2 separate regions of the Oryzias latipes genome follow, and region 2 is linked to region 1. Evidence: chromatin contacts called from public Hi-C data. All regions are on one chromosome and are shown on one strand. The core of a region is the stretch at or near the end of the contact, and the rest is flanking DNA. Distances in the headings are between cores, read along the strand shown.

Evidence for each region. Hi-C and Micro-C count contacts between places; a contact is called where the count stands out from the background.
Region 2: a contact with region 1 is called in a Hi-C map of embryo, with 1.6 times the contacts expected there. The contact joins the promoter of slitrk6 here to the enhancer-like site in region 1. A contact is called at or near these places in 2 of 5 Hi-C or Micro-C datasets (embryo and fibroblasts).

Annotation. Positions count from the first base shown.
Region 1 is chr2:19,627,082-19,629,831 of ASM223467v1, forward strand. No RefSeq gene overlaps it. Among protein-coding and RNA genes, the nearest start is that of LOC110016378, 30 kb to the right of the region's middle. Within about 2 kb of position 1,365, at least 4 of the 8 cell types and tissues checked have an H3K27ac peak or open chromatin away from gene starts, as enhancers often do. A contact at or near this core is called in embryo, where this site is marked.
Region 2 is chr2:19,694,059-19,696,968 of ASM223467v1, forward strand. slitrk6 (SLIT and NTRK-like protein 6) reads right to left here and starts at 1,634. Exons shown (of 2, transcript XM_004066586.4): 1 at 1,193-1,634.

The DNA.
Region 1 (2,750 bases), core at 115-2,614:
CGGTCAACAGTGATTGGTCCGAGTCAAGAGTTGACACTTCAATGGCATCTACTGTTGCCAATCCCAAGTAAATCCACACCCATTCCACTAAGGAGTGTGGATCAACGTTTGATTAACAAACATTTAAGTTGGGAAACACTTGCTTTTATTTAAGCATCTGATTGGTTAGTTTATAACTTGGATAACTTGCAATAAAGAAAAAATATAATAAAAAAATCTTGGATTAGCAAGAAGATAAAGAGTTAGCAGTGACAGAATGGTCATTCTGACAAACAGAATGGAGCCAGTGGGTATTTCCTGTTTGAGGGGGGGGCAGTTTGTTTAGTTCCTATTTATAGTCTATGTTCTGAACATACCTGAACATACCAGCAACAAGCACAACCGGGAGAGCTAGAAAACAGGTGGTGGGGTAAACCTAAAGGAGCAGGATCCTGCTTTAGTGTGAGATTATTGAATAGAGGTGTGATCACACTATAGGGGAAATTTTAGGGATTTAAGTCTATTTAATCAGTAGAATTTTCTTACTATTTTTAATGGAGGCTTGAGAGCAGCCAAACAAGAAAATGGTTGATAATGGGCAAGTTTGAAGGATATTCATTATATGCAACTGTAAAAAAACAAAAGTAGATACCAACCTAGGGCTTGACATCTTTGGCCTTTCCTTCAATGATTCTTTTAGTTTTGAAACTGAAACCATTTTTTTGTGTGCAAACTTGATCACCATCTGCCACAACTGAAACATCCCCCAGGCCACATCACCACAGGCAAAGAGTGTTTTCTGGTAATCCTGCCCTAATGCTTCAAAGACTTCAGCAACTCCTGCAATATCATCACTTCATTATTCATTAAGTCTCTATGAATGAACTCCACTAACAAGCCTTGGAATCAAAAGCATGCCCACATTTCCATTTGTTAATATAAACACTTGTGTTTGTGCTTCACATCCACATTCAACAATGAGAATCCATTATCCAGAGTGGACTGCGATAAGACACCCTTAGAAATTCAATGAGGTTTTCTGAGAAAAGACTAAAAGTGGGTCATTGGATTACAGCAGACTTTCACAAACAATTGTCTTCCTAATGCGTCAAATCTTGACTGCCTTGTATGATTCAGTGAAAAGCAAGCGCCGCACATTATAAATCGGTATCGGCGGATTTGGTCAGAAACAAGCTCCGTTTAAATTCAATGCGGAGCCACATTGTTTTTGAGAAACTTCAAAAAGACACCCAAACTCTGTTTTTTATGTTGTATGCTAAGTGACACATTCATTTGAGGAGCACTCAAAGCTGTTGGCGAGGCACTTTACCACCCCCCACGCTATTGCACCACAGAGGCCAAAGGTTGCAAGCTCATATGTCACACCTTGACAGCCTCACTCTCCTGTTTCAGCAATGAGACACCTGGGCCGTGTCCCCGTGGTCATCCTTGAATATGCAACCCCACCCCCTTCCCTCACCCCCATAGTCTCTCATCAAAAACAATCATGAGGGAAGACAATCTTGGCTGCTGGACACTGATACCAACTGTGTTTACGAAAATCCAAAGGGGTGCTTAAATATTTATAAAGACAAAGATAACTAAAGGCCACTTTTCCAAATATTTGTGGAAAGTGGGCGTTATTCATTGGCTTCTGTGTATCTTCCTGCGTTTTAATGATTCGCATGATAGTTCTACTAGACTTGAGGCATGGCCTAAAGTCGAGGACATTAACAATTTCTCATTGATCCAGATCGGCATGCAGGAATGGTTCAATACGTCTTGGCCTGAAAAGAATTCTGTTTTGCAATGAATGCTGGGACAGAATCCATTGACTGTTAATGTTCTGTCCACAAAACCTACTGAGGGGTGAACATTTCATATCAAATTTCAGCATTGAAAACATAGTAAATACAAAAAGAAACATAAAATATTACAACCAAATCATGTGGGTGGCATGGTAAAATGTCAGAGGCTGTGGCTGCAAAGATGTTCACTTAAAAGACTAAAGACAAGCAGGCAGATAAAGGAAAAAGGTCTTTAGTCAGCCTGAACATTCAAAAAGACTGGTGGCAAACCAAATGACTAAACGATCCTTCAATTGTCGAGCCCATATACACCACCTGAAGAACAATCAAGAAACTGGAAGCAGCTGTGCTGGTTTCAACTCAAACCAGGTGTGAACATGACAGGAAGGCAGAGCAGGAACAAGAAACAGGACAACTTGAGAGAAAAACTTAAAAAAGTATATCTGAAAATGTCAATCACATAAATTCACAACTGTGAATACCACATGTTAAATTTAGATAACTTGTTTGTTATAAACACAAATTGATAAATGCTATCATAACAAAACAAAATTTGAGGCACATAGTTGTAGTATAATGGATTTACCAATATAATAATAATGGATTGGATTTATCTGCACTTTCCCAGATGCTCAGAGCGCTTACAATGTATCCATTATTCATTCACTCAACATGATGGTAACTACTGATGTATCCACAGCTGCCCAGGGGCAGACTGACAGAGGCGTGGCTGCCAGTTTACGCCTACAACCCCTCTGGCCATCACTGGGACATTCATACGCATTCACACACCAGTGGAGGCAGGGAGGGTGAAGTGTCTTGCCCAAAGGCACAATTGTTGGCTAGGGGGAACGGGGATCGAACCGCCAACCCTTCGATCATTGGCCGACCTGCACAACCGCCTGAGTCATAATCTGCAAAGTGTAGATATTATAAGGTTCACTAAACACTCTCTACCCTTTT
Region 2 (2,910 bases), core at 384-2,883, 67 kb after region 1:
TGATGTGGCCTGCCCTATGAAGTCAACACCACCACTACACCCACATATCCACAGAGTGCCTGTGGCCCTCCGCTGTAATCCAGGAGAAATAATAATTACGACATCCGCCCACTCGGGAGCCAAGGGATAGTTCAACTCCCTTGCTCCTCGCTCTGTCCCGGAGCTCACACTGAGCTCTAAACCTGCACCTGTCAAGTTAATCATTTCCTCCGGCTTCTTTACATATTGCAAATACAATTTGATGAATTTTCCATCGACGGCAATGGCTTGTTTAGTCGTGAATTATTGCACTGGCTCATTTCATCAAGTAAACACTGTTTTTTTGTTTGTTTTTTAATCAGCAATTTCCTGCTGCTGGGTGATTATTGGTCATTGATGTTGGTCCACAAATAATTATCTTTGGAGCGGAAGTCAAAGGAAGAGCAACATCCCTAATTTAGCTTCATTTGTCCAACTGGACCTCAATCGATACGCCTTTTAAGTGATTTGGTGCAGGACTTCTCAGTCTGTGCTAGTAAGTGATTTATAAATACTCAATTAGGCCATTAATCTGCCATTAATCCGGTGCTTTCTATATTCAATTATCCAATTCATAACCTAACGATAATTAGACGATGCCTGCCTGGTTAACTTGCATTTACCTATAACCTTATCTAATAATTGAAGTGGGTGTGGAGTGAATTCCTGCAGGAGAAAGTGATTAAATTAGCCATAAATGCTACGCATAGCTGATTTAATTCGATGTGGTGTACAGTAAAGCCCACAAGTACACACTCTTTTTCTTATGTTTTTTATTCCTTTGAAAGGTTAACACAGAGGGCAAAGAAATCCTTTCTGATTGGCTGATTTCTTTGAGAAGTCAAACATGAAAGAACACCTGTGTCCGATGACGTTCGTTTAAATATTCATGCGCCACAAGAAGGGACTAGAATTATAAAAGTAAGCTTTTTTTATTTATTTAAAAAAAAAAGTTTAGAAGAAAAGTATTTATAATGTAAAAGGCAAATTGTTATGGAACACAATCATGATATTTAAAATGAATTAAACATCAACTAACGATTCATCTGTTTAAATAAATGTATTCAAAATAACTTTATTTTATTTGTACTGTAAATTAAGTTAGCAACACAGAAATCCTAAAAATAGAAAAGATACACAAAAAAGATATCTCAGCGACCGCTTCGAGACTTACCGGCTAAAACTCAGTAAAAAAAGGGAAATATAGTCCTCATTTTCATCATCAAACGCGGGGACCCGCATCGAGGAGGCGCGGACGGCGCCTCTCCGGTCCAAGAACACAGGCAGACATGATCGGGGGGGAAACTTCTCAGGGGTCTGTCCTTTCCAACCTTCCAGTGTGGCTCTGCGGTCTGATACGGGTCACCGATTACTCCTATTTCTGACAGTCCCGGGATGAGCAGCCTCCAGAGTTCATTTAAATGACGCTAAGGCTCGGGATAATTAACAGAAGTGTAGTTTAAAATAAAATAAATGAAAAACACAAATCCGGCTTTTCCTTTTTCTTCTTTTCTGTCAAGACCTCAGGCACGCTCCGCGTACTTAACCAATGTGCAGTGTGGCGGAGCTGCTGAGTTATTTGCATGCTGTGGAGGTGGACTACGGGGAGGCGAAGCCTTCTCAAGTTAGCTTGAATGCTATACAGCGCATCCGGTTAAGGTATTTCAAAATAAGAGAGCATCAAATGTTTTTTTAAATAAACCGTCTTTTAACATTTTTGATCCCAACAATTTTTTAAATAAGGCATACAATTTTTACTATCAAACTAATTCACACAAATCTGCTCCCCAACAATAGTTTTTATTGACAAAAAAAGAAAAGAAAAAGAAAATTAGTTTTACTTTAAAGCCACAAAGTACTTCCTCTGTCTATTAATACAAGCACACAGCTGGAAAGGCGCTTTGAAAGAGATCCTCCTATTTCTTTTTTTTCTACTGTCAAACCACAAAAGAAAAGAAAAAAACACTTTCACTGATTGGCTATAATTGGTCCACAATACTTCTCTAAAGCTATCTACACATGGGGCATGTGATGTGCATTCAAAACAACCATTCTTGATCACGCTTTTAGAAAACAGTGGACACACTGGACTGTCGCTGTCCGATACATGATACATGATACAAGAATCATGCTCCAGTTATATGAAATATTTAGTGTCATATAATTCTGCCCAGACACAAACCGCAATAATTCATTTCTCCTCTATGATCAATTTCTAATGGCTGGTACTTCTGTGTGTTGAAAAGGGAGCTACCCATATGACGAATCAGAGTCCCTGATTGGTCAAAGTAAAACTGGTTTAACTTTCAGCATGTAAATGGCGTATACTTGTATAGCGCTTTTCTACCTACAAGAACAAAGCGCTTTACAGTCACAGTCCCATTCACGCAGTCACACACACATTCACACACTGGTGGCCGCTCCACTGCCAAACACAGGCGCCCGCCTACCACCAGAGGCAAGGTGGGGTTCAGTGTTTTGCCCATTAGACGATGCCTGCCTGGTTAACTTGCATTTACCTATAACCTTATCTAATAATTGAAGTGGGTGTGCAAGGTGGGAATCGAACCTGCAATCTTATGATCATGGGTCGACCGCCCAACCGCTGCACTACGGCCGCCAAACGTGTTCAATGGCTGCATGTTTTGCCCAAAGACGGACTTCAAAACTTGTGTAGTCACGCGAAGCCATGGTTGTTTTGATTGCAGCAGCCGAAAAAGGCACAGAAGCACGTTTACAAAGACTTTCTATTAGAAGTGGTCGCTCAAATGCGTGTTTCCGAGCCCGGTATGAACGCACCATAGGGATGCATGCTACAGAGCTGTCATAAATACATAGGGCATGGGATGTTCCCATTGTTACATCATTATTACTGCTTCCCGTCCTTGAGTG